Linked DNA regions of Mus musculus: region 1 is linked to region 2. The links are chromatin contacts, called in public Hi-C maps. All regions are on one chromosome and are shown on one strand. The core of a region is the stretch at or near the end of the contact, and the rest is flanking DNA. Distances in the headings are between cores, read along the strand shown. Region 1 holds the start of Syngr1 (synaptogyrin 1). Region 2 overlaps Sun2 (Sad1 and UNC84 domain containing 2).

Evidence for each region. A called contact is a pair of places that touch in the nucleus more often than the background predicts.
Region 1: a contact with region 2 is called in a Hi-C map of memory CD8 T cells, with 6 times the contacts expected there. The contact joins the promoter of Syngr1 here to the enhancer-like site in region 2. A contact is called at or near these places in 7 of 39 promoter capture datasets (the 3T3-L1 cell line, 3T3-L1-derived adipocytes, the C10 cell line and 3 more), 3 of 484 Hi-C or Micro-C datasets (CD4 T cells, the HPC-7 cell line and memory CD8 T cells), 12 of 115 datasets of contacts at active chromatin or transcription factors (the SCID.adh cell line, T-cell acute lymphoblastic leukemia, astrocytes and 9 more) and 2 of 9 other capture datasets (embryonic stem cells and pancreatic islet).

Annotation. Positions count from the first base shown.
Region 1 is chr15:80,089,347-80,093,547 of GRCm38.p6, forward strand. Syngr1 (synaptogyrin 1) reads left to right here and starts at 1,988. Exons shown (of 4, transcript NM_207708.1): 1 at 1,988-2,146. The coding sequence starts at 2,048. It overlaps Gm31134 (predicted gene, 31134), which reads right to left and starts at 2,488. Exons shown (of 2, transcript NR_168675.1): 1 at 2,205-2,488; 2 at 1,387-1,665.
Region 2 is chr15:79,727,450-79,731,649 of GRCm38.p6, forward strand. It overlaps Sun2 (Sad1 and UNC84 domain containing 2), which reads right to left. Exons shown (of 18, transcript NM_001205345.1): 9 at 2,641-2,895; 10 at 2,032-2,109; 11 at 1,584-1,627; 12 at 967-1,132; 13 at 414-635; 14 at 67-151. Among named protein-coding and RNA genes, the nearest start is that of Sun2, 13 kb to the right of the region's middle. Within about 2 kb of position 1,807, at least 39 of the 459 cell types and tissues checked have an H3K27ac peak or open chromatin away from gene starts, as enhancers often do. A contact at or near this core is called in 3T3-L1-derived adipocytes, the SCID.adh cell line and memory CD8 T cells, where this site is marked.

The sequences.
Region 1 (4,201 bases), core at 738-3,237, 360 kb after region 2:
GCCTGCTTCTGATACCTCTTCAACTATGTGGTAGCCTTTCCTTTATTTATTTTGTTTGTTTGTTTTTGAGACAGGGTTTCTCTGGGTAGCCCTGGCTGTCCTGGAACTCTGTGTGTAGCCCTGGCTCTGCTGGGATTAAAGGTGTGTGCCACCGCTGTCAGCCATGCCTTTTAAACTGCACGGTCATTGTGTAAACCACATATACGTAGATAGGTTGATTAGTTCATTGATTTCCCGTGTGCCGGGTGACAAGCGTGTTAATATGAGTAATTGGGATTGGAATAAAATCACCTTGGCTAGATTACCAAGGTGTAGGCGGCATACTTGTTGTTGAAACTGCTCCACCCTGTGAATTTATTGTTATGAGATAAATCGTGGAAAGATATGAACGTGTTCATCTATGTGTGCCATAGAACTCAGGACAAGGTACATATGGGCAAGAGGAGGATATTTGTACAACATTCAAGGACTTGTAGTAAGTACCGGTGCTGGCTGCTCAGCCCAGGAACCTCCTGACCACACAGTTTTGTGCTTCAGGGAAAATGCTTTGTTAGATGTGATGGCTAATGCCTGTGATCTCAGGACATGGGACTGTCCCGAGTTTGAACTGAACACGGGCTATACAGTGAATTTAGCAGTTAAGAGCACTTGTCCTTGCAGTGGACCAGAGTTTGATTCCCACACAGTGACCCACAAAGGTCTGTAGAGCTCCAGGTCTAGGGAATCCCACACCCTCTTCTCACCTCCTCAGGCAATGCATTTATACGATGCTCATATGAACATGCAGGCAGACACTAATACAAGACAAAGAGAAAATAAAAATGAAAAAAAGTCTTCCAATGTACAAAGTTATAAAGATCTTCCCTTGTTTTCCTCTAGACGTTTTATAGGATCATAGTATAACAGCTGCCTCAGACCTGAAACTCCATCACAGGGATAAAGCAGCAGGAGGAATAGAAATTCAAAACCCATCCCCCTCCTCCCGGTGAATTCCAGAGGCCGGCCTCTACAAGCCACTCTGTCTCAAAAACAAAACAAAAACAACAAATAAAAACAACGACAAAAGCCCCCGAGAGAGCCGGGCGTGGTGGTGCACGCCTTTAATCCCAGCACTCAGGAGGCAGAGGCAGGCGGATTTCTGAGTTCGAGGCCAGCCTGGTCTACAGAGTTCCAGGAGAGCCAGGGCTATACAGAGAAACCCTGTCTCGAAAAAAACAAAAAACAAACAAACAAACAAAAAAAGCCCCCAAGAGCCCCAAAGGGCCAACTATGTTGGGGTTGGGAGGGGGTAGAGTATATTTATTGACCACCTACTGTTTGTGAGGCCTTTGGATATAAACAAAACCTGACCAGCAGGAGCACACAGACAGAGGAGACAACGGAAGAAATAAGTACATAATTAATTATTGGATTAAGGAAAGGGATCGGGAGCTGTGGTGGAAGGGGAAGGGAGTCTCAGGTCTGTTTTTTTCCCAGCTTTTGCCTCCCTTACAGCGCCTTCCAGGTCAGGGGGCGCGTGCATGACATCATCGGTGGAGCTCGGCGGCTAGGTGGTTCTGGGGGCCCGAGAAGGCTGTGCAGATCTCTTAGAGAGGGTCATTACTGCAGCCAGCGACCTACGGACGCGTTCAATGAGCCACTGTACGATCAAACGGAGCCCCTTCCCTTTATTTGAAGCAGAGAGCGAAAGGAAAGAGGCAAATGAATAAATAAATAAATACATAACAAAAAGAGTTTCCTGAAGAACTACATCTCAGAGGGCTTCCGAAAGCGGGGATGCGGCTGCACTCTCTGTCCACACCCTGATCACGCGCTATTTTGCAAAGAGGTCACCCCGCTGGCTGGGAGCGCGCCCCACACCGGGACCCCAAGAAGCACCCGCTTTCTGAGCGCGAGCTTCGGGGAGCTGCACCTGCCGTGCACGGACGCCCCCTGGCGGGAGCCCCGGCAAGCACTAGCCGAGCGCAGGGGAGGGGGCGGGGGCGCCGCGCACGCGCACGGGTCGGCGGCGCGCGCCGAGCGGGGGGCGCCGCGCGGTGCAGCCACGATGGAAGGGGGTGCGTACGGAGCGGGCAAAGCCGGGGGCGCCTTCGACCCCTACACCCTGGTGAGGCAGCCACACACCATCCTGCGCGTCGTGTCTTGGGTAAGGACACAGCAAGGCGGGCTGGGGCGCGGGGCGCCGGACACCGACGCGACCTCACCTGGCCCGGGCGGCCCTGCTGACACAAGCGGATCACGGCCCCTGTCACCGAGGTCCTCAGTCCCATCGCCGAGACCTCCAGGCTGTCGCTGCTTTACACTTAGCGGCTAGGTTCTCGTGCGTCGGTGGGGACGGAGCCCAAGTTTAAGGCCGCTTATTGGGGGGCGCGGATCAGGGCGTGGATCTTTTTCTAGGGCGCACTGCTGCACCTGCCGCGCGCTTTCGGGGCGAGGACCTGGAACTAGATTTTGTTGCTCACTCTGTACGCTGCGGAGCTCTGAGTCTGGAGCCTGGATTTTTGGGTTCCGTCAAGACCCGCATCTGTTTTGCCGCGTGACCTTGGGCAGGGAACCACCCCAAAAAAGATACGAGGGATTCAGTTCGGATCTGGGTGGGGAGCGTCACCTCTTATGTCATGCCTCAGTTTCTCGATTTATAGGGGTGGGAGGAGCCAGGCCCCTTTGGGCTCTGACATTTTATGAATCCGCAACTCTCCGATCCCTAACAAACACCTGAGTGGATTCTAAATGTGGTCTGGAGAAAGGTTCCTTCCATGCAATAGAGAGCAGAGAAGTCTGTTTGTTCGCAATCTTTAGCCCACCTAGTCCGTGCAGGTCCCCCAGTGCTGAGTGGGGCTCAGCTCAAACCTGGGGGGTGGGGCAGAAACATCTTGAAGGAGTGGCTCAGGAGGCCTTGCACCCCAGGGTGAGGAGGCCTGTAGGCTCTGGGGTTGGCTGGCTTCATGGAGGGTCTTGCCCCTGTAGATCTGGGGGTCCATTCCTGTTGTGCTAAGACCAGAAGAGCCTGCATTGGTGACACGGGTCACGGACCCCTGGGGGCTAATAACCGAAGTCAGCTGTGACCCGGGCTTGCAGAGGTGCCCTCCTTTCCTCGTTTTCAGGGCCATTTCAGGATCTGATGCGTGGAATGGCTTGAGATTAATTCTGGTCTTACGGGGATCTTTTACGTTTCCTTCTTGTGGGGAGCCTTGTTTCTGTTACTCTTCATGGCCGTGCAGCCCAGCTATATCCGCGAGGGTTTGTGACACCGGATTTATTCATTCTTGGCCCTCCCCAGCTCTCAGATGCCCCTGCAGGCCCTAGGTAAAACGGGAACCCTGGAGGCACCTGCCTGCTCAGGTGCGCTGCTTCCTCTGACCTCTCTGGAGCCCCTGGCTGGGATGTTGGAAACACAAGCTTTGTGAGGGGGCGTGGGCGTTCCTTCTGCTTGGGTCATTTCTACCGGTGATGGCTTCATTTAGCAAAGCTTTATTGAGTCTGCCAGGCCCGGAGGGGAGGGAAGGGAGGGAGGGCAGCATGACTCAGGCTCAGGCTCGGTCCTGATGCTCAGGGAGCCCACAGTCCTACTAGAGAGGGAGCCAGGACCAGAGGTCTCCCTGCTGTGGCATGGATGTGCTTCGTGGAGGTGATGTCATGTTGGTTCTAGTGGGACACAGAGGACCTACACTTCACATCAGGGTCAAAGGAGGACATGCCCAGCAGGAGGGAGAAAAATGAACTAGATCTAGCACCCACTCATGGATCTTGGGAAAGGCAGGCAAGCCTTGGAATTCAAGTCTTCCTGTCACCAGAGGACTGGGCTTCTGATGCAGAGGAGATGGCAACTCCTGTAGTTTCCAGACTGGGAAGGTTGTAAAGGTGATGAAGCCCAGCCCCAAGCCCTTCCCGACCCGACCTTCAGGCCCTGCTCCCACACCTGGATCCCAGGTGCTCTATATTTTTAGCAATGGCATTTAGAGGGGAAAAAAAAATGTTTTTAAAATCTAGATTAAAAAAAAAAAAAAAAAGCTTTGGTCCTGGGGCAGTGGTGGTGCACACCTTTAATCCCAGCACTTGGAGACTGAGGCAGGTGGATACCTGAGATCAAGGCCAGCCTGGTCTACAGAGTGAGTTTTAGGACAGGCAGGGCTACACAAAGAAACTGAGTCTCAAAAAAGCCTCCCCCCCCACCCCCGGCCCCACAAGAAAGGCTTTGAGC
Region 2 (4,200 bases), core at 557-3,056:
CTGGCAGACCTGGGGCCTCGCCAGTGTAAGGACCAGGATACGGTGAATTGGTGAAGGCACACACACCTCCTGATTCCAGGGCGTAATCCACCATTCCAATCCTGTCCTCACTGTAGCGCTGCAGGGCCTGCTTGACGATCCGGTGCACCTGCTAAAACATGCCCCAGGCAGACATGGGATGTGATTGGGGCATACCAGGTACTGCGTGCATATCCATGAACTGGCCCTGCTGAACTGGCACCAGTAGTACCCAAGCAGGCTTTGTTCATTCCACCACCCACACACACTGAGCCCAGAATCTACACCTGAACCTCCAGCCAGGAGGGTCTATCATGTCCTAACACACATGAAGAGCTGGCAGTGTGAGACTTCCAGGGGAGAGGCAGCGTGTTGGGGGAACAGTCATCCCTTACCTCCTCTGTCACCCCAACTATGCCTTCTTTCTGCAGTATCTGTCCCAGGGACGCTGCGGCCTCCCTGGCTGACTTGCCCTGCATCTCAGCCATCTTGGTAAGGATCTTGTTCTCCAGCTCCTGCAGCTGAGCGTGCATCTCATCTCTCTGCAGGAGCCCGCTGCGCGCACCCCTGTCTCCAAGAAGGAACTGCCTGATCCAGTCAGGGAACTGGGATTCCACCTACAGACAAAGGCAGTGTCACTCAGAAGCTTGCACTAATGGCAGGGGCAGCTATGACAGGGTGGGTGGGCTGTCACTGGAGGAGGAAGCAGAGCTGGAAGGGAAGGCTGGAGCCCCTGAGAGAGGTGTTAGAGGCTAGGAACTCTCCAGGGAACAGAGACTGGGATTGGAAAGCATTTTCCCCAAGAGCCTAGGCCTGCATCAGATCAGCCATGCATGCGCCTCTAGAACAACAGGCCAAAGACGCTGCTCCAGCTGACAGATGCCCCCTCCCAGGCAGGTGGTCTCAGAGGGGAGGTGATTAGTAGGGCTCTGGGTACTTCCCGCTCACATCAGCCCTGGCAGCCTGGATCTTCTGTGGCAGCAGGCCCACTTCATCTGCCACCGAGTTCTGCTTCAGAGTCAGGGCAGCCAGCTCCTGCCGCAGGCTGGCCAGCTGGGCTTCCAGCCGTCCCAGCTCCTTCACAGAGCTCTCCTGGAAGGCCTCCTGGGTCATGCTAGTTCCAGATGGAGGGAAGCAAGGTAAGGCCACACTGAGGAAGGATGAGGGACCCCTGACTGACTCCTGTCATAAGCTGGAAGCCCATCACTGTGTGTGAAGTGCCAGGGCTGCCCTTGGAGTCTGGCAGTAGAACACAGCCCAGGAGCTTGGGTTTGCCTGTCTCACAGCTAATTCTGACCTGATTCTCTGTAGGCTTGGACAGCACAGTTCACAATGCCACAGCCTGCCATGCCTTCACATCTAGGTCATAAGAGCAGAAGGCATACAGAAAAGACCAGCCCACAGGCTCCAGTTTCACTGCCGTGCCTGTCCCTGCCTCCCCAAGGCCTTACCAACCTGCCTTGTACCGTAGAGGCCATAGGCAGGATCCTAAGCTAAGTCTCAGTCAACCAGGCAGAACCCTAACGGGGTGGCAGAGCAGGCCATGGCCAGGTGGCTGCCATTACCTTTTCCATTCTGTCTTCAGCTGCTGGACTCGGGCTTCGGACTCCTAAGAGCAGCAAGAAAGGGCAAGAATAAGCCAAGATGAGTTCAGAGAAGTCTGAGAGTTCTACATGGGAGTGTTTGCTTAACCACGACCTTGAACGGGTGCCCCAGCGCTTTCAGCAAAGATCAAAGCAGGGGAAGTCCTGTGAGTCTCAGCCCTTATCAGACTCATTCCCACCTAGGTTATGTTCACTGAGCACAACACACTCAGCACAGACACCACCCTTGCACCATGCACATCCCGGGGTCACTGTGGACCGTCTGTCCAAGGCAAGTTCAGGCCCCAGAGAAGGCATGAGACTATCCCACCCCCCTCTACTCAACATCCCAGCAGTATCCATGGTAGAACCAAGGACAGATGTAATTGGGTGAGATCCCAGTGCAGGGCTGCATGCCTAGCCCACTGACCTGAGAGGCCTGGACGATCTTCTTGAAGAGATCTTCCGAGTCTTGGTGATGCTCTGCCCTCAGGGTAGCCAATTCTTCCTACCAGATATGAGGACTGGTTGTTTTGGGTGTTTTTTTTTTCTTCTTCTTCTTCTTGTTTTCTTTTGAGGCAGCATCTCTCTATATAGTTATGACTATCCCAGAACTCCCTCTGTAGACAAGGCTGGCCTTGAACTCAGAGATCTCCCTGCTTCTACCTAAGTGAAGTGTTGGGATTAAAGGTGTGCACCACCACACCAAGAGGGTTTGACAGCTGCCCTCGGAATACTTGTGACTAGACATGGTCTAACTGGGTTCCTTCTAGGGTTTTTTCCGGGAGTTTCAGCTCCTGGTCTTATCTACAAGGCTCTGAAATACAAGGAATACCACCTGTGCCTGACACGTCTCTCACCATGGAAGACGGATCATCTTCATCTTGACAGGGCACCTGGCAAATGGCCCTAAGTGACACACTACCATCTCCCCCGGGCCCCATGGGGCCTCCTACATCCCACATGACTGTCAGGGTTTTCTATGGCATTGCCTTTATGAAATGTGCCACCCCACCTCCAGGCAACAATGTTCTCCCACCTGGATATGAGCCACTGTGTCCCTGCGCAAGTCCTCCTTCAGGGTAGCCTCGCGGCGGCTCACCAACCCTTCTAGGAGAGACAGGGCATCTTCATGGCTCAGGCTACTGCCTCCTCCATGGCCAGCAGCCCCCTGCCGCAGCTCCAGGCGTTCCAGCCGTATGGCCTCCTTCTGCCAGTTGGAGGAAAAGTCTGCAGCAAGGGCTTCCAGACGCCGCTCCAGAGAGTGAACCCGGGAGAGAACGCGCTGCTCAGCCTGGTGGGCCGGAAAGACAGAGCATGGGCCCAGGGCAGCACACCACAGGCTTCCCGAGTATGCGCTGCTCAGCCTGGTGGGCCAGAGGAAAGACAGAGCATGGGCCCAGGGCAGCACACCACAGGCTTCCCGAGTATGCGCTGCTCAGCCTGGTGGGCCGGAAAGACAGAGCATGGGCCCAGGGCAGCACACCACAGGCTTCCCGAGTATGCGCTGCTCAGCCTGGTGGGCCAGAGGAAAGACAGAGCATGGGCCCAGGGCAGCACACCACAGGCTTCCCGAGTATGTGCTGCTCAGCCTGGTGGGCCAGAGGAAAGACAGAGCATGGGCCCAGGGCAGCACACCACAGGCTTCCCGAGTATGCGCTGCTCAGCCTGGTGGGCCGGAGGAAAGACAGAGCATGGGCCCAGGGCAGCACACCACAGGCTTCCAGAGTATGCGCTGCTCAGCCTGGTGGGCCAGAGGAAAGACAGAGCATGGGCCCAGGGCAGCACACCACAGGCTTCCCGAGTATGCGCTGCTCAGCCTGGTGGGCCAGAGGAAAGACAGAGCATGGGCCCAGGGCAGCACACCACAGGCTTCCCGAGTATGCGCTGCTCAGCCTGGTGGGCCGGAGGAAAGACAGAGCATGGGCCCAGGGCAGCACACCACAGGCTTCCCGAGTATGCGATGCTCAGCCTGGTGGGCCAGAGGAAAGACAGAGCATGGGCCCAGGGCAGCACACCACAGGCTTCCCGAGTATGGCCACTGGAACAGCTGGGATAGGGCAGCTGGGCATAGTGACACAGGCTGTTAATCCCAGCACTCGGGAGGCAGAGCAAGTGGGTCTTTATGAGTTCAAGGCCAGCCTGTTCTACAGAGGGAGTTCCAGGACAGCCAGTGGTAGTGAAAGTCTCTCTAGGGAAACACAAACAGGGCAAAACCAGCTGGGACATGGCTGGTAGCTGCAGCATCTGGCAGGAGATCCTGGGCATGCATTGCAGGAGGGCTCCCCCACCTCCAGCCCCCCTCAACATGTTGTCACCATCAGATCCCCACGTGGAGGGAAACACAGCTGGGAGAGGGAGTGTGAGCACAGGGACTGGCCAGGAAAATGTTGTGAATCTGTAGGATGGTCACAGGGGCCCAGCTAGGAAGCCCCCCCATGAGCTGTATAAGGTGGGGGAGGCAGCTTTTGGCTTTCACCTGCTTTTCTCTTCCATAGATAATTATACCAAAGAGGAAACGGTTTAAAAGGTTTGCATTTTCCTCATTTAAACGAATGCCCTAGAGAAGCTGTAGTAACAGCCATTCAGAGCTAACGAA